Linked DNA regions of Sus scrofa: regions 2, 3, 4 and 5 are each linked to region 1. Evidence: chromatin contacts called from public Hi-C and HiChIP or PLAC-seq data. All regions are on one chromosome and are shown on one strand. The core of a region is the stretch at or near the end of the contact, and the rest is flanking DNA. Distances in the headings are between cores, read along the strand shown.

Evidence for each region. A called contact is a pair of places that touch in the nucleus more often than the background predicts. HiChIP or PLAC-seq counts read pairs in DNA pulled down with a chosen protein or histone mark.
Region 2: a contact with region 1 is called in an H3K27ac HiChIP or PLAC-seq map of skeletal muscle. The contact joins two enhancer-like sites. A contact is called at or near these places in 4 of 47 Hi-C or Micro-C datasets (heart right ventricle, liver, mesenteric adipose tissue and 1 more) and 1 of 2 datasets of contacts at active chromatin or transcription factors (skeletal muscle).
Region 3: an H3K27ac HiChIP or PLAC-seq map of skeletal muscle shows a contact between it and region 1. The contact joins two enhancer-like sites. A contact is called at or near these places in 6 of 47 Hi-C or Micro-C datasets (heart right ventricle, liver, mesenteric adipose tissue and 2 more) and 2 of 2 datasets of contacts at active chromatin or transcription factors (alveolar macrophages and skeletal muscle).
Region 4: a contact with region 1 is called in an H3K27ac HiChIP or PLAC-seq map of skeletal muscle. The contact joins the promoter of IRF2BP2 here to the enhancer-like site in region 1. A contact is called at or near these places in 2 of 5 promoter capture datasets (fetal liver and liver), 18 of 47 Hi-C or Micro-C datasets (alveolar macrophages, embryonic fibroblasts, epiblast stem cells and 10 more) and 2 of 2 datasets of contacts at active chromatin or transcription factors (alveolar macrophages and skeletal muscle).
Region 5: a Hi-C map of liver shows a contact between it and region 1, with 1.9 times the contacts expected there. The contact joins two enhancer-like sites. A contact is called at or near these places in 5 of 47 Hi-C or Micro-C datasets (embryonic fibroblasts, fetal liver, liver and 1 more) and 1 of 2 datasets of contacts at active chromatin or transcription factors (alveolar macrophages).

Annotation. Positions count from the first base shown.
Region 1 is chr14:56,362,420-56,365,981 of Sscrofa11.1, reverse strand. No RefSeq gene overlaps it. Among named protein-coding and RNA genes, the nearest start is that of IRF2BP2, 180 kb to the left of the region's middle. Within about 2 kb of position 1,676, at least 60 of the 83 cell types and tissues checked have an H3K27ac peak or open chromatin away from gene starts, as enhancers often do. A contact at or near this core is called in alveolar macrophages, fetal liver, liver and 5 more, where this site is marked.
Region 2 is chr14:56,605,784-56,609,345 of Sscrofa11.1, reverse strand. LOC110256752 (a long non-coding RNA gene) reads right to left here. Exons shown (of 2, transcript XR_002338680.1): 2 at 1,344-1,669. It overlaps LOC106506002 (a long non-coding RNA gene), which reads left to right. Exons shown (of 3, transcript XR_002338684.1): 3 at 1-613. Among named protein-coding and RNA genes, the nearest start is that of IRF2BP2, 62 kb to the right of the region's middle. Within about 2 kb of position 1,870, at least 28 of the 83 cell types and tissues checked have an H3K27ac peak or open chromatin away from gene starts, as enhancers often do. A contact at or near this core is called in liver, mesenteric adipose tissue, retroperitoneal adipose tissue and 1 more, where this site is marked.
Region 3 is chr14:56,566,438-56,569,999 of Sscrofa11.1, reverse strand. No RefSeq gene overlaps it. Among named protein-coding and RNA genes, the nearest start is that of IRF2BP2, 22 kb to the right of the region's middle. Within about 2 kb of position 1,544, at least 6 of the 83 cell types and tissues checked have an H3K27ac peak or open chromatin away from gene starts, as enhancers often do. A contact at or near this core is called in skeletal muscle, where this site is marked.
Region 4 is chr14:56,544,094-56,547,655 of Sscrofa11.1, reverse strand. It overlaps IRF2BP2 (interferon regulatory factor 2-binding protein 2), which reads right to left and starts at 1,864. Exons shown (of 2, transcript XM_021074288.1): 1 at 770-1,864; 2 at 1-132. The coding sequence starts at 1,772. It overlaps LOC110256820, which reads left to right and starts at 1,771. Exons shown (of 2, transcript XM_021073692.1): 1 at 1,771-2,176; 2 at 2,238-2,644. The coding sequence starts at 1,771. The coding sequence ends at 2,644.
Region 5 is chr14:56,491,055-56,494,616 of Sscrofa11.1, reverse strand. The region is part of intron 4 of LOC102158473 (a long non-coding RNA gene); the gene reads left to right. Among named protein-coding and RNA genes, the nearest start is that of IRF2BP2, 53 kb to the left of the region's middle. Within about 2 kb of position 2,001, at least 4 of the 83 cell types and tissues checked have an H3K27ac peak or open chromatin away from gene starts, as enhancers often do. A contact at or near this core is called in fetal liver and liver, where this site is marked.

The DNA of each region.
Region 1 (3,562 bases), core at 427-2,926:
AGTGGACAGAAAGGTAACATTCTTCTTAATAGCATATTTTACTTAATCCACTCTTCCTTAAATATGAGCATTTCAACATGTGTGATACTTCCCGTTCTTTTTTTTTAACAAAGTCCTCGAAATCCAGTGTGACTTACCCCCACCCAGCATGTCTCAGTTTGAAGCAGTCCCATTTTCACCACTCCTGAGCCACATGCCCGGGTGGCTACCATATATGGCTGCACAAATCTAGGGGTGGGTGTGTGTGTAGAAGGAATCGTAACTTCTGCTCTGACTCTCTGAGTCCAAAAGACAAGTCAGACCTGCTTAAAGGGGGAGGGCGGGGGATGAAGAGGGAGAGAGGGTCATCCAGCATCTTGGTGAGGCCAGCGCGGCATGCCAGGCACTAAGTGCATGAAGGAGAGGCACCAGCTCCTCTCCCGCATCCCCAAGGGTGTCTGCGCAAACAGTGTCAAGACGACACAGAGCACCGAGGAAGGTTTGCTAAATGTTGCCAAGCACCTGGACACCAGATCACAAGGGCGACCCAGAAAACAGGCAAGTGCACCTGTGGTGGAGCGCTTGGCATCGAGCCCGGGACGGAGGTCACCCCAGGTCACGGCTGGAGGCGGGGAGCCAGGCAGCAAGGCTGCCTAATGTGGAAATGTTTGGATCGGAGCAGGGCAGGCGCTGCGGGCAGCGGGGAGGAGGCCAGGGCGGCGGGGTCCAGAGCGCAGCGCTGACAGTAACCAGGCGCGCAGAGGACCATGTGGTCCACAGCGCCAGCGCTGGCCAAAACCCGGGCTGCCTCTTTCCTAATAAGTCTGGCAGCGCCTGCGTCCTCTCAGCAGACCAGACTCTCCCTTGCTGCCGGGTCTTATTTAAGAAGAAGGAGCGGGGTGCCACCAGGGAGAAAAGCAAGCCAAACCCAGCAAGGATGGAGGGGAGCCCTCCTTTCTCCCGGCCTCCCCACTCCACAGCAGATCAGCTTTGCAAATGAACGAAGGGGTTGCTTTCTCCACGAGGACTGACTCTCTAGCCCTGGGGCACACATCGCATCCCAGATGGTGAGCCACAGGTCTCCAGCCCTTCCCTCTGGGGTGAGGAGGGGGCCCCCTAAAGCATCCCGCCCCATCCCTTCCCCTCCTCCTCCAGCTCCTTCCAGGAAAGAAAGGCACCGCCCACCTAACTTCAGAAGAAGGTTCCCCCCTTCCAGCCTCTGGGTCTGGCTGGGGCTGCACACTTGCTAGTTGTCTGCCGGCCCCACACAAGGGAGGGCAGGATTACAACACGTGTGTGTTTGGGTCAGGAGCACTTTTGAACTATGGCTCCGAGAAAGAACAGCCTGTACAGCCATTGAGTCTCCCAGCAACAAAGAATGTACAACAGAGAATGATTAGCCCTCACTGGCAAAACAATTTTTTTTTTTTTTAAAAAAGAGGTGCCGCTTGGTCTCTTTATAGGGTCCTGGAGTTAGGGTGTCTGGACTGAAGAGTGCTCTCCCTGCCTGGCTGGGAGAACCAGCGTCACTCGCTCCTCAGGGGTTTATGACCTTGGCTTACTAATAAGCCCTTGTAACACGATTACAGTCGGGGTTTTGCAAGCTTCGGGACCCAGGTGTGGTTGAAGGTCAGCTGCCTCGGGACAGGGGGCTCTCCTGCCGTTGGGAAAAGGTTACAAAGAATGATTTTCCTGCTCGAGGGCTTGTAGATGATTAACAGGTTTCTTTCTGTTAACCAGAGAGTTAATCGTTAGTCAAAGCACACTTTGATAATGGGGGCGGAGGGGAGAAAATGAATACGTCAACCATTAATCGAGGGACATGCCATAAAAGTTAGGATGGAAAACACACCGTTTGGGAGAGGAATTCATGCACTGGCCTGCTGGAGAAGAAGGAGGTAAAGGATCAAGTGAGGCCATGAAGTTCATGCATACTTAGAGCAGGGAGTTTTTTTTTTTTTTAAATCCTTTTCCTTGTTACATTGCTTGGAGGAAGCAGGGTAGGGATAACGAAATAACAAACACGGGAACATTACAAATAAAGCCAGTTTTATTGGCTTTTTGCTCCAGCCTCCCACAGTTGAGCCTGTCCTCTGTATGATTCTTTCCTTGGGCATTTTGCGGGGAGGAGAGGAGCCCAGGGACTCACGATCAGAAAAGCCAAGGGGGTCCAAGGAACTCAGGCTGAGAGGCATGAGGCCACACCAGCCCCTCCCCCGGGGTCACCCTGGCCAGTGCCCCCGTCCCTGACCCCAGTCGTCCTGCTGGGGCCCAGGGTGGCCTTGCTGGGCAGAGAGGTTGCCTGTTCGCTGCCCTGGAAAAAAGCAGCATTAGCCTCAGTTTCTTATGGCCTGATTGTGACACCAGGTCCTGGTGCCCAGGAGAGCTTTCCCCCAAGGCCCAGCCCAGGAAACAAGAGGATGCAGGGGGCAAAATTCCTGTTTTGCGCAGACAACTCCCAGATACACCACCTCCACCACTAGAAACATTTCTGGGTGCAGGACACAAGCATGTGTATTTTTTTTTTTTTCTTTTTGCTTCTCAGGACCACACCCTTGGCATATAGAGGTTCCCAGGCTCTCCCAGGCTAGGGTCGAATCAGAACTACAACTGCCGGCCTACGCCACAGCCATAGCAATGCAGAATCTGAGCTGCATCTGCAACCTACACCACAACTCCTGGCAACGCTGGATCCTTAAACAGGAATCGAACCCACAACCTCATGGTTCCTAGTCAGATTTGTTAACCACTGAGCCACAGTGGGAACTCCAACATGTGTATTTTTTTTTTTTTAAGGCTAATTCTCTCGAGTAGCCAGGGATGAATTGCCGCCACCAAGAAAACTAGCTGGGGAAACGTGAGCTGGGGGGCAGAACGCTCTGGGAAAGGTGCGCTCAGACTTGGTGGCCCAAGAGGATGACGGCAAAGATGAAGAGTGTGCGATAAACATGGATGGTCAAGAGGTTATGGACAACGTTGGAGCAATGCTGTGGGGGCCACACTAGAGAGACCCTCCTGCTCCCTGACACTTAGAAAGACCCAGGAGACAGTATAGATGCCTTTGGACCTGTTGTGGTCTGTGCACACGGGTCACAAAATAATTTCTGGACTCGTATCGGGGTGAAAAGAAAGAAGAGTTTATTGAGCATGGCGAGGGGAGAGAAAGTAGAGTTTATTGAGATAAGAGATGCTGCAAGCAAAGCAGGCTGACTTGCTGATGATCGGGGAGAACCAATCCTTGAACGTGTGGTCATGTCTGTTTTAATAGCCCAGGGAGAGGAGATGTCTCAGGATATATCTGCTGACCTGCTGATTGGTTGGGGAAAGAGGGGAGTCTTAGGATACGCTTGCTGGTTGGTTGGGAGCATGTAAGGTCCTATAGGGGTGGGGCGAGGAGTGGGCCATATACCTTTCCTAGTAGGGGCAAGAAGGAGTAGACCTGGTTGCTCAAGGTGGGGGAGGGAGCACTACAATGAGACAGGAGGGGTGATGATAAGGGTCTGGCAATTCCTGTCTTGGCCAGACGCTTGGAGTTCTATCTCCCTAAAGGGAACTTGAAGCCCAACAGGATCCACCCCCTCCA
Region 2 (3,562 bases), core at 621-3,120, 240 kb before region 1:
CCTCGAGGTTGGTGACCCCGGTAGATCAAATGGCAAGCATGAGTGTCAGGGGTGATTTGAGAAGAAAGATGGAAGTTTGCAAAATGAGATTTTATAGATGGAATCTCACCATAAGAAATTTGAGAGTTCATAACTATTCTGAAAATAGTTGTTATCTGCATTAAGACAACTGTATAAATAAAGGAATCAGTGATGCAGCCGGTTGGAGAGTTGTTTTAAGAAACCTGTCACTAAAAATGCAGTATAATCCAACGGTGCCTCGCCTGCCGTTTTGCCAAGGCAAACTCAGCTGGGAGGCTGCGGGGTTTCTCCACTGCGTGGAGTCATTAGGGGGATAAACCATCAGCCTGGTCTAATTAGCATTGAAACACTTCGCAAATATTTGACTTAAGGGGTTGCAAATAGTAAAATAATGTGGAGCTGATGTCTGCAATACCTTTCGAACTCGCCTCCTAACTATAGTCACATGTGTTTTACACATCAGAGGTGTTCCTGAAAAGTCAGGTGTGAATCCATATGCGACACGGAATTATGTTTCAGACATTCTAGGGATACTTCTTTTCTTTTCTTTTTTTTTTTTTAGCTTTTTGGCTTTTTGGCTTTTAGGACTGTGGCATATGGAGGTTCCCAGGCTAGGGGTCTGATCGGAGCTGCAGCTGCTGGCCTTCACCACAGCCAGAGCGACGTGGGATCCGAGCCGTGTCTGCAACCTACACTACAGCTCACGGCAGCGCCAGATCCTTAACCCATTGAGCAAGGCCAAGGATCGAATCCACATCCTCATGGATGCTAGTCGGGTTTGTTAACCGCTGAGCCATGATGGGAACACCAAGGGATACTTCTGACTTGGAGGAACTAGGTATCAGTGAAGAAGCTACAGAGAAAGCTTAATGCCCAAGACAGCTCATTCTGATGCCCCCTCCACCTCCAGCCTAGGCTGAGCCTTTGAGGACACTGTCAGCCTCAGCAGCGTCTCTGTTTCGTTGCTGGGTCTGAGAAGGAAAGGGCTAGTCCTAGAGAAGGGTCAACGGCAGGCTGTTGTGTTCCCCAGCAGCAAAACAGAGGAGGCTGGAGGAAACCACCCAAGCGCCAAGCTCTGCAGAGGGCAAGTGAAGTCGGAGTCTAAAAACAAAAAGTGGCGGAGCCCATCTCCTTGGAGCTGTTTATATTACATAACTCAAATAAACACAGCAGTGCAGGAATGGTTCCCTTGGCGGGGGCCGGTACCGCAGGGCCCAGAGGCGAACAAAAGGCATCTCCCCAGCCCCTGGTCAGAAATGGCTTCTTTAAAACAACAACAGCAACAGCAGCAGTAATAGTAACAATACTCAAGGACACACCAGGCCAATTCAGGAGGCTATCCTGAATAAATTAAGTAGAGGAATCATTCTAATTAGGACTCAAGAGGTGACTTTTTTTCCTTTTGGCTTCGGAGATAAATCCTCATCAGCAAAGTTGATGCCAGAATGGCTATTTTCCTTTGCAAAGGAGGGAAGTGAGGCCCTTGGCCCTGCTGTGAAATCCAGCAGGAGCACAGAGGCCGCTTTCTCAGGCACTGGACAGGCGTCTGACTTTCCGACTTCAATCCCCTTGTCAGCCTGGGGCACTGCTGGGGGCGGGCGGTGGGGGTCCCCAGCCTTCTGGGAAACATCAGGCTATTCCATGGAATCTGCAAGAAGAATACAAAAAAATCCAAGTTACCAACTGGGTAAAGGGACACAGGTCCACAGGTCCCGCGTTTGAACGAAATCAGAGAGTCTGGAAATTGAGAGCAGGCCAGAACCGACTGCAAGCTTTTCCGTCAGTAGCCTGCAGTCTCCCGGGACAGCAACCCCTATCATATGCCAGGGGACAAGAATAGAAAGAAAAATTGAGAACACAGCCCTGAGCACGGGCTGGTGGTATTGGTTGCCAACAGTTGCCCCATTAGTAGGCTATGGGGACATGCGAGGGAACATTTTCTGTACGAGGCTTGTGTTTAAAAATACATCTTGCTTCAAAGCTGGCTCGGGAGTGGCTGGAGAGTGAGAGTTTGCTTTTTTTGTGCTCAGTAGGTGAGCATCTTTCGGTGACTTACTGCACAGCACCCACATGCTAGGTGACAGTGACCGAGACCTCAGCCTCGCTCCCAGCAAGCTAACATCTTAGACAATTCCTGGGTGAAAGCCGCACTCCAGAAACATCCTCGGCATTGGCTTGCTGGAGGCACATGGGGCTGGGGGCAGGAGTGGAGGTTAGCTGAGGGGAACACCTCCCCACCGAGGCCTCTGACCCTTCTTATTCCATGGATGTGTCCTTGGGGGTATTTCCCTCTCCTTGTCCTTATTCTCAAAAGGAGGACACCAGCCTCTACCCACCTCCTAAGGGTGTCTGGGAGGAAGCGCTAGCAGCAATGACTTAAAAACTTTTGGCGGGTAAAGGAGTTCCCGTCGTGGCTCAGTGGTTAACGAATCCGACTAGGAACCGTGAGGTTGTGGGTTCGATCCCTGGCCTTGCTCAGTGGGTTAGGGATCCGGCATTGTCCTGAGCTGTGGTGTAGGTCACAGATGCGGCTCGGATTCCCTCGGTGGCTACAGCTCCGATTAGACCCCTAGCCTGGGAACCTTCATAAGCGGCGGGAGTGGCCCTAGAAATGGCAAAAAGACAAAACAAAAAACAAAAAACAAAAGACACCTTTGGCGGATATGAAGTTCATGATCAAGTGCTGGATGATGGCTTCCCTCACCTACCCTCCCTCATGTGTTACCTAAGCACGCATCCCCTTAAATGCTTTGCTGACAGACTGCCCTGTGGGGTGTGAAGCTGGTCTGCCAAGAAGACATCTCTGGTTCCTCCAGAGAGGTTTGCCTTTGCAGGAACCGCTGAAATCCTTCCATGTCCAAACGCATATTCTGGATAGAAAACAACAGGTGATGCACTGCAGAGGCCAAGAGGCTGTTAGGACCCGCCCATGGGTGCCTGGGTTGGGTCCCCCTTTCCCGGGGGGGTGGGGCGGGGAGATGAGAGGGGACAAATCCACATGGCAGGGTCAAGTTCAGGTCTGCCTTGAAGAAACCCTGGGGACCTCCTTCTTGAAAAACAAGTGGGACAGTGTGACAGCTGCGTAAGGAAGCCAGAGAAAAGGGTCCCCGGGGAAACCTCCCCAGGGAATGCTCTGCTTGCGGGAGGCAGTCAGGAGTGACACAGAAGACAGACAGCAGGAGGGGGGACAGCCAGGCCCCACAAGCTCTCCAAGGAATCCAGAATTAGGAGCGCCCCCCAGATGTGGAGTCTGATGGTGCCAGGGCGACAGCAGCGCTAACAGTGATGATGGTAGATATTCTTGGGGCCTGTTTGCAACAGACTGTCCTGAAGCCACGGCCCTGGAGGGGCCCTTTCTGGAAAACATCTCCCACTCTGGACTCCTCACAGCTCCTGTGGTCGTTTCCTTTGGGGGGTTTTTATCAACAAAACACACCCCAGGTTTTACGGTTGCCAGATATTGATGGCTACTTTCAACTCCGGTCAGTGGTTCCTTAGGGCACACGGGCAGTGGGACATCAGGACAGGAAGATGGGGACCA
Region 3 (3,562 bases), core at 295-2,794, 200 kb before region 1:
CAGGATCCCCTATTCATTAAACATGTGCTAAAAAAAAAAAAAGATTCTGTATGTATTTTTGTGCTGCTGATAGTTCATAGACATAAATTAAGGAAATAAAGTCAGCAGTGAAGTGTGAATGGGGAGACTAGGTTCACATCCCTAGCCCCTAACTCTGTAATGGTCATTTTACATGTTACTGTGCAGCAGTGTGCAAGCTCTTTTCATCCACAAAATGGGGACAAACATGCCTGTTCTCTAAGAGTTGGCTCTGAGTGACGGGCAATGCGGCTTTGATAATAAAGGGATAGCAGTTCCTGTCATGGCATAGTGGAAACAAATCTGACTAGGAACAGTGAGGTTGCAGGTTCGATCCCTGGCTTCACTCAGTGGGTTAAGGATCCAGCATTGCGGTGAGCTGTGGTGTGGGTTGAAGATGCGGCTCGGATCCCCCTTTGCTGTGGCTGTGGCCAGCAGCTGCAGATCCGACTAGACAGACCCCTAGCCTGGGAACCTCCATATGCTGAGGGTGCAGCCCTAAAAAAGCAAAAAAAGAAAAAAAAAAAAAGAAAGAAAATGAAGAGATAAGATCTCTGGGCTTCTTGGCTTGGAGGCACTCTTTAAATATGAAATATTATCCTAATTAAACGAAATTTTCATCCTGGGGGTCAGTTCTTTGATGAAGTTAAATGGGAAGATCCAAAGTATCTATTAATTTGCTATCAGTCATTGTATTTGGAGATCCTGAGGGATCCTAAAAATGGATGAATTATGACAGCCCCGACGGTATATTTCTGGGTGATTATGGCAAGCCTTGGGTGGTATTAAAAGAGTTGCCAATTTTTATGTGACAGTGAAATTCATAGGCTCTAACAGAAGTACTATTATACCAGGAGCAGGGAGCAGACTGAAGGGCATGTGACTTAGCAGCTGACAAGGGCAATAATTCTCAGAATTTTGTGGCTCAAAATGTGTGCTGGCTACTGAGAACTGGGATTTTAGAAATAGAAAGTTCAGGTTACAAGCCTACTGGGCAGAAACTCGAACTCCTGGTGCTGGCAACCTGCCCCGGGTACTCAGGGGTGGGCCAAGGTTCTGGCCATTCAGTGTCCTATGTTTAAATTCCGAGCCTATAAGCAAACAAAAAAAAAAAGTTGGAAGTGTTCCCTTACCTTTTGGAAACTGCAAAATAAAATCTCCTTTGGCTAAGAGCCTCTTTCTTTTGTGGGCTCTCCTACAGGGTTTCTTGGGCAAGATTTACCTCTGTGCTGCCATGACCCTAGCTCCCCACCAGTTGCTGGCATGTCTGTCTTCCGGTGGGAGATGGGGGGGTGGGGGTGGGGGGCAGGGATAACACTCTTGTTCAAATTGTTGGATTAACCAGAAAATTAGCAGGAAAACATGGCAGTGGAGGTCAAAGTGGGGTCCATGCTGCACTGTGGAGGTGTCTCAGAGATGAAGCTGCCTATTAACGGGGTTTAGTATTTCAGTAGCTAGTGTTTGAGTTGGGGTTGCTAGGAGAGAGAAGCAAAGAAGGGCACAGACAGCACTGTTTAGTCCTAGTGTTGGCTCAGGACATGGGTACAGGCACATTCTGATACCCAGGACCACATGCTGAGCACGTACTAAGGAGAGCAGGCGCACTAAACATTTTAAGTAGAGTATTTCATTCAATATGCAAAACTCCAAAAGCCCTTCAAGACCAGTGCTAGTCTTTTTTTTTTTTTTCTTCTTTTTTCTTTTTCTTTCTTTCTTTCTTTCTTTCTTTTTTTTTTTTTTTTAGGGCTGCACCCGAGGCATATGGAAGTTCCCAGGCTAGGAGGTCTAATATCTAATTGGAGATGCAGCCGCTGACCTACACCACAGGCACAGCAACACAGATCCTAGCCGCATCTGTGGCCTATGCTGTGCAGGGTCCTTAACCCACTGAGCGAGACCAGGGATGGAACCTGCATCCTCATGAATACTAGTCGGGTTCTTAACCCCCTGAGCCACAACAGGAACTCCAACTAATGCTAGTCTTTTGCAAGCGTAAAAATTCTGCTTAAAAAGAAGAAAATGACTTATTTGTGATTCGCAACTAATTGCATTGTGGAGACTGAATTTGAACACAGACTTTTTGATGCCCAAACCTGGGCGGTTAATAACTTTGCTATACTTCTTTCCTATTTTGCATGCCTCTCACCCTCAGCCGAGCCTCCAGGCTTCTGCAATGCATCTGGGACTCAGGGATGGCGAGAGTGGCGTGCGTGGGGGAAGTTAGGGGGAGTCAGAGAAGCTCAGGGATGAGAGATCACAATGTGTGCAGATCTAAGAACTGATCCTGGAGGACAGAGCTCCTGTCTCTCAACTCTACTCCCTGCGGTGATTGCCCTGCAGCCCCGTTGGACCTAAATCGGGAACATCTGAATGGCAGATGGAAGCCCCCGCCTCTGCCCCGAGCCTGTCTCTCCTCCATGCCTGGTGGATGGAGAAATGCTGCCTGGGCGCAGAGCTGTGACCTTGCACGTGAGATTTGAGTTTACTCTCCCTATATGCCATTTGCTCATGAACAGAAAAACTGCATTTCATGACATTTGGATACATGGAATAGCATTCAATGTCTCCTAATCAGTTAAGAGAAAAACTAGCCTATTTTCTTCTGTTCAGTTTGGTCCTGCAATTTAAAAGGCAAGTTCCCTGCATCTTAGCCTCCCAGAGTCTGCACTGCTTAGCATCCCCAGGCCGCTGTGACAACAGCCCTCGCCTCTTATATGTTGTACTTTGAGACAAACTTCTCACCCTGAGTCATGCCACTCTCTGCTCCTGCCAAGAATTCCTGGAGTCTTCTAAGGATCTCTGGAATTTTACTCTCTTTAATCCCAATTTAACACAGCATCTGTGAGTAAATACCCCATCGGGCTATTTTAAATGCTTTCATCAGATGTCTGGCTCACATTCTCTGTTTCTCATGCCTTCCCTGTAAACGAAGAGCTTTCCCAGGGCCCGGACTCCATCTCACCTCTTTCTGCCGAGACACCCAGCACCATACCTGGTGCACGTGAGTGTTCAAATAGCACACGTTGAATGAGGGCTTCAGCGGAGGAAGGAAAGAACACATGGTGCTTGTGAAGCACAAATATACTCAGAGATCCTTGGAGTAAGGGGTAGCATCCTGAGCCCCCAGCGCTCCCAGCTTCAGTTCTGCTCTGCCCTGCCTGGCCCCCAGGGTGGCCTGGCCATTTCCTGTCGGATGTGCTTAGTGTCACCTGTTACCATCCTTGCCTAACTCTGGGAGCTGGGAGGAGGGGGTCTTCTCTTTGCCCGGAGGTTGCCCCTTAACAGCAAGTCATTTTTATTCATTTCTCTGGGTATTTGTCATTTTCTCCCAGGAGGAGTCCTGCTCCCATTCATGTCCATGGGCTATATTCGCAGGTTGGGCATCCTCTTCCGTGCCCTCTCCTCATCCATGTCCTAAATCAGACTAGTCTCCAAGCCTTATCTTCGTTGAGATAGTTCACCTACTAGCCTGTCTGTGCTGCCATCCTGGGCCAGTTTCTCAGAATCTAATGGCCCGTCAGCCCCATCCTTGACAAACATCTCT
Region 4 (3,562 bases), core at 615-3,114, 180 kb before region 1:
TAGGCGTAATGGGGATCTTGAGCCCTTCAGTGGATGTGGACAGCCAGGGCTGTGCCTCTCCATTGATCTTAGGGGGCCCGACTTCACCTTCTGGTTCTGGTGAAGGCTTCCTTTTCCTTGCAGTTCTTGCAACTGGAAAAAGAGAAATAAAAGGGAAAAGAGAAAATAAATAAAGGTGCACCGGAAAGGCCTTTTACTAACATGAAACAAAATTCGCTAAAGCATTTTTATTCTCTGAAAGCTGGTAGATAAAAACTCACGTGAGCTTTCAAGAGCACGTGTAACTTAAAACACTTAACTTACAGGGCTGAGGCAGTATGCCACTCAAAAACACAAAAGCCACAGAAAACGATTCCTACACAACGGCCTATTCTGACACACGCAAGCATGTAGCCCGGCTAAACCGGGCATACGACTGCTAACGTCCCCCAGCAGGTTAAAAGGTGACTGGTGCTCTCCTGCTCTCCTCCAAGAATGTGCTGGGAAAGGAAAACCCGGTGTCAGTGCCTATCAGCCCGGTCTGACTCATCTCTGTTGTGCTACTTCAGCACAGGAACACGTTGCCACTAAGCACTGGTTCCGCCTCGGGCAAATCAGGAAGTTGGGTGTTTGTTGTTTCTGGGCCGGCCGGGGGAGAAATGGTGAATGGGAAGGGCACCCCCTCCTCTGCTCTCCGTCCCCTCTTCGCCCCGAGATCACCTCACTCCACAGCCGCCCCTACCTGCTTTAGACCCGTTGGCCCCGTTGGCCTCGAAACCCAACAACCTGCCTGCAGTCAGGGCCGGCTCCTTCTTAAACTTGCTCTCGAAGGGCCCCGAGTGGCCGTGCTGGTGCAGCGCCAGCAGCGTGTCTCGAACCGTCTTGGGCCTGTTGACCCAGTCCTGATCGCCGGGCCCGCGGCCCTTGCCCGCGCCCTCCGTGCCCAGCTCGGCCGCCCCGGCCGCGGTGGTCAAGCTGTCTGCCGGGCCGCGGTGCGAGGTCGGCGGCGGCTGCTTCTCCTTGGCTGCCGCCTCGCGCTGCTCGTGCTCCGCCGACGCGCTGCTCGTCACGGACGCCGGCCGCTTGTGGGCGCCCAGTTCGGCCGGCTGCGCCGAGCCCAGCCCGGCAGCCGCGGCCCCGGACACGGCGGCCAGTGAGGCGGCGGCGCGACCGCCCAGGCCAAGAGCGGCGGGCAGCGGCGTGGTCGAGCCGTTCATGAGCGGCACCAGGGTGGGAGGCACGGCGTGGCCGCGCCGCGGGTTAGGGCTCTGGCGGTTCAGCTCCGGCGGCTCCTCCAGCTTGGAGAAGCCGTTGGGCACCAGGATGCCGTTCACGGGCGGCGGCTGCGGCGTTGGCGGCTGGGCCAGACCGGCCGCCGGGCGGCTACCGCTGAAATCGGAGCCGAGGCGCGGGGGCCGCTCGGCTGCGGCGGCTGCCAGAGGGTAGCGCTCCAGGGCCTGCGGGGCGCGCGCGGTGGCCTCGGGGCCGCCGTGGCCGAGCTGCTGCTGCTGCTGCAGGAGAAGGTCCTTGGCGGAGAGCGGCGGCGGCTTAGCGGCGGCCGGAGCCGCGGCGCCGGGCGGGGAGCGGCCCTCCGGGAAGCAGCCGTGCGCCCGCTTGAGCTGCCGCGCCGTCTCGATGACGAACTCGACGCGGTCGGCGCCCTCGTAGTTGACGCAGCCGCGGCACACGGGCTCCGTGAAGTCCCAGATCATGGCCCAGGGCATGCGGGGCAGGTCACACAGGTAGCACGACTGCCGCCGGGACGCGGCCGCCACCGCCACCGCCGCGGCCATGTCCGAGGAGCCCGCGGCGCCGGAGGAGGAGGAGGGGGCGCCGCCGCTCCCCGCCGGCACCACGCGCGCCCTCCTCCCCCCCCAACCCCGCGTCTCCCCCACCAGCGGCGGCGGCGGCCGCAAAGGCGGCGGCGGCGGCAAAGCCCGCGAAGGATCGGCGCCCGCGCAGCGCCCCCGGTGCACGAGGGGCGGCGGGCGCGGGGCGAGGGGTTGCAGCCGCGGCAGCACGTCCCCCCGGCCGGCGCGGGCGCGGGTGGGCGGCGGGGCGGCGCGGCGCGGCGGGCGCGGCGGCGGCGGCGGCGGCGGGGGCTCGGCCGGGGCCGCGGCGGGCCTCCAGACCGGGGCGAAGACGGGCCGCGCGGGCGCGGGGGAGCGCAGCAGGTCGCGGCGGCGGCCGGCGCGGAGTGCGGGGCGGGGGGCGGGGAGGCCGGGGGGGCGGGGGGCGGGGGGCGGCCGCCGGGGCAGGCTCAGCCCGAGCGGCGGGGCATGCCGCGCCGGGGCGGCGGCGGCGGCGGCCGTGCGGCGTGGAGCTCGGGCGCGGCACGGGCCCGGGTCGCTCCGCTGCTCTCTCACAGCTCCTGGCGTCGCCGCTCTCCAGCGCCCGCCTCAGCGCCCAGCCCGCCTCAGCTCCGCCGCCGCCGTCGCTGCTGCTGCTGCCGCCGCGGCCGCTCCACTTCTACAGACTTGATTCTTCGACAGCCTCGCAAGGCGCCTGCGCGGGCCCCCTCCCCTCGCGCGCGCGCGCCCGCCCTCCCCCGCTCCCTCCCCCTCCCCCCGCCAGAGAACGAGCGCTGCCGGGAGAGCCGGCTCCGCGGCGCCCGCCCGCGGGTCAGCACCACCCGCCTGCGCCGCGGCTCGTGTCCCCGACGTGAAGCCGTCGCTGGTGTGGCTTGCTTTCCTCCACCCGCTCGGCTCCCTCGACTGCTCAGGCAGTTCCTTCTCGTCTAGGGCTGTTTGAGCCAAACCGTGCTAGAACTCATGTTTTGAAAAGCCAGGCCACTCTGTAACCTGGTTCTGTTAGTAGCATCTTGAGGATGGGGATTTTCAGTCAAGTGCTGTTCACAGTTTTGTAAGGAGCTTTATTTGAACTCCTCGGTGAGTGCTTTTACACCCGCATGTCTTGGGAAGGACACACGCGCCGCCGGTCCCCTAAACTTTTACAACAGGAGGGTGCGCGCCCAAGCCTAGGGCCGCGTCCACCCGCCCTTCTACGGAGCCCTTCCGGGAGCGAGCGGGTACGCTGCCCGAGGAGGTTCCGATCCCCCTCTTCCCCAGTCCGCAGCCCGCCGGGCCACGCGGGGATCCCGGTCGCCTGCTGCAGGCCCGCGCGGCGGGCGCGTGACGTGGGCGCGGGGCCGCGTGCGCCGCCACCGAGTGCGCACGCTCCGCGCGGACGTGACTCGGCGCCGCTGGCACTGGCGGCCCCATTGAACGAATGCACATTCCAGGGATCCGGGGTCAGCGGCCAACGCGGCCGCGTCACCGCGCAGGCTCCGCCCCCGCCGCGACTCTGCTCCAGACCCCGCCTCTCGGAGCCAAACTTGGACTCCAGGTGGCGCGCGGCGCGGGCACGAGCGGCAGCGGGGCTTGGCCCGCGCCCGCCGTGGGGGCGAGCGACCGGCTACCCCGCTGGCTGCTCTGGCGTCCCCGGCGCCGCGGTGGGGCAGTGGCAGCCTTGCGCCCCTGGCAAGGCCCGGGTTGGGCTTAACCCCGGTGGGTGCGAACCCGCCTGGCGCGAAGGCGAGATGTGGCCGCAGAGCCTGGCCGCGCTCTGCCACTGTAGGCCGCCA
Region 5 (3,562 bases), core at 752-3,251, 130 kb before region 1:
GATCTTGGAATTTTAACCTGTTTTTTGAAAATACAATTCATTTCATAATTTGGGTACTTACTAGTTTTTTTTTTTTTCTTAAATATATACCACAATCCATATCTCAGGAGATTATGGATAACAAACCTCAGTATGATTTCCTAACATGTTTCAGATTGGTTTTTTTTTGTTGTTGTTGTTCTAAATTACCTATCCCTACAGTCACTCTTTTGTACTTGTTGAGTATAGATTTAATTATTGTCATATGCAGTGGGTCTCTGCTTTTTATCAAGTTTTATTCAAGGAAAGTTTATGACAAAGTGAATTGCCTTGAAATAGATTATATTTTACCATAGGAACAGCGATGTAATTAAAAGTTTTATTCTTGATTTAACATCACATGAATTCTAGATATGACCATAATATGTCAGAAAAGTAAAAACACAGCTGTTTTAAACCTTTTTAATTGATTGCAAGAGTCAAAATAATGCCCAAGCCCTTTAAAGTGGGGTTAAGTAGACTATATATGTTTTGTAATAAAAAGGGCTGTGTGTGTATAAAATGTAAAAATTCAGGGAGTTCCCACTGAGGCTCAGCCAGTTAAGAATGTGACTAATAGCCATGAAGATGTGGGTTCGATTCCTGGCCCCACTCAGTGGGTTAAGTAGCCAGTGTTGCTGCACACTATAGTGTAGGTCTCAAATGCGACATAGATCCACTGTTGCTCTGGCTGTGGTGTAGGCCTCAGCCGCAGCTCTAATTCAACCCCTAACCTGGGAACTGCCATACGCCGCAGATGTGGCCCTAAAAAGATCAAGTAAATAAATAAAAATAAAATAATAAAAATTCCCTGTTTTTTCACCTTTTCCTTGACAGTCCAGTTTACACACTGGCATAAATTAATTTTAATAATGGATACTCCAAGTTGACAGGCCTTTACGAGTAACCCTTCTCTTATAGGAATGGGTTGAAATCCTTGAGTGGAAGTTGCCCACTGGGAGCCTCCGCCACCTCCGACTTCCCTCTCCTCCCCTTCCCAGCCTTAGCTCACTGTTCAGCCTGCTGGTCAGGAGCCCCCCTGGGTCCTTCACAAACACTCCCCTCCCTCCACCCCATCTTCCTGCTTCAGTGCCTTGTTCTCTGCCTGCTCAACCCTTGCCCATCTCTCCACCCACATAAACCCCTTTCCTCCTTAGGGGCTCTGCCCCAGTTCCTGTGCCTCCCAGACCCACACAGCAAGCCCCTACTGAGCCTGAGTACCCATATAGGACCCCAGAGGGCAGCTGGCAGGCCATCTTGCACCTCACTGGGGCATCACTCTGCTGTTGCTGCTGTGTTGTGCCACCCTGGCTGGATAGTCTGCTCCCTTCACCACTGTGCATCAGTAAAGGAGAGACACCAGCTTTTGCTGAGGGCCTACTATGTGCCAGGCACCATGGCTGGCATTCTTACATATGTCCCCTCATTGAATCCCTACAACCATGTTATGTGGCAGAAATTAGTATTTCCATTAACAACAGACAATTACAGAGGCTAAATAACTTCTTCAACTAACTCAGCTAAGAAGGGATGGGACCAGAATTTAAACACAGAAAGTGCACAGGAAGGATCTAAGACTAGAAATCGGGAGATCTCCAGTTCAATTAACCTCTCTGAATCTCATTTTTTTCCCATTAACAAAGAGGGCTAACAACACCCACCTCTTGGAAATGTGTGAATTAACAGGAGACATACTTTTTTTTAATCAACTGTGGTGACTATGGCTCCTGATGCTTAGTGCACTCTGAGGCTCAGTAAATAGGCATTCCTAGATTGAATTCTATTTCTTCTCATACAAATTGCAGAATCTCTTGTCTCGCCTGCCGTGCCTGCTGTCTCCTGTTCTGAGTTGGTTACAGTTATATTCACATTTTCAATTTGGAAAAAGAAAATCATGCCGTGATGGGCTGAGAAGCATTTCCCGGTCCAGAGGATCAGACAGTCAACACGGACCTGCACACATTTGCAAACATTACTCAATGTCCTCGGGAGAATTCCTCCCAGTATTTTGTAATCGGCGTTGAAGAGTCCTAACGAACTCCCCTGTGTCCTGTCTGTTGGTTTCCACTCCTTGAACGATAACAGTGGTTCACCCTCATGGTTGGGTTTTGCACTTATTAGGGCTCACTTAAATGGACTGAGAACCCTTGATAGGAGTGATTTTCTCTGCAGGCCAAGCTACCTAAGAAAGGCAGTATTAGTCACATGCAGAGTAATTTTTTTGTTTCTTTTTAAAAATCTATTTTATTGAAGTATAGTTGATTTACAACCATGTGTTAATTTCTGCTGTACAGAAAAGTGACTCAGTTTTATATATATATGATCTATGCCAGGAGATTGGAGCGAGTTCCCTGTGCTGTACGGTAGGACCTCATTGCTTATCCATTCTAAATGTAATAGTTTGCATTTACTAACCCCAAACTCTCAGTCCATCCCTCTCCCTCCCCTTAAACCCCTCCGCCTTGGCAACCACAAGTCTATTCTCTTGTCTGTGAGTCTCTCTGCAAAGTCATTTATTTTTGCTAAGAGTTCTGTTGTTCCTTTTCACGATAGCGGTAACTGAGTTTTGGCTTCTGACTTATCTTTCCGCACCTTCTGAATATTTGTGCACTATACTCAGCATCTTTTTTGGGGTGAGGTTCTGTTATTTACTTGGGGCTTCAGGTTTCCTTCTTGGTACTTGTCATTCCTTTTGTGACTACCCAGCTTAGCTCCTTGCAAACGCATTTTCTCTATTCTCATCACAGTATGATTTTGACCCTCAGCCTTCCTATTTAACCTTTCAGAAATTTCCTGAAGCAGACTCTTCTCGCCCTGCTGTAATTAGAGTTCCTGTCTCAGAACTTGCCTCATCTATAATTTCTCTCCTGCTTGTAGATTTCCTTTCATTTAAATAAGTAAAAGCAGTAACTTTTTACATTTTGTTTTACTTATGTATTATTTTTCGTCTTTTGTCTTTTTAGGGCCGCTCCCGCGGCATATAGAGGTTCCCAGGCTAGGGGTCAAATTGGAGCTGTAGCTGTCGGCCTACACCACAGCCACAGCAATGCCAGATCTGAGCTGTGTCTGCAACCACACTACAGCTCACAGCACGCTGGATCCTTAACCCACTGAGCAAGACCAGGGATCAAACCTGTGTCCTCACGGATACTAGTTGGGTTCATTAATCACCGAGCCACGACAGGAAAGCCTACATTTCTTTCTTTCTTTCTTTCTTTTCTTTTCTTTTCTTTTTTTTTTTTTTTTTTTTTTTTTTGTCTTTTTGCCTTTTCTAAGGCCACTTCAGTGACATATGGAGGCTCCCAGGCTAGGGGTCAAATCAGAGCTGCAGCCGCCAGCCTATGCCAGAGCCACAGCAACGTGGGATCTGAGCCACGTCTGCAGCCTACAGCACAGCTCACAGCAACGCTGGATCCTTAACCCGCTGAGCAAGGCCAGGGACCAAACCTGAAACCTCATGATTCCTAGTCAGATTCGTTAAGCACTGCGCCACGACGGGAACTCCAAGGAACTCCTACATTTCTTAATTGTAGTTTTAATAGCT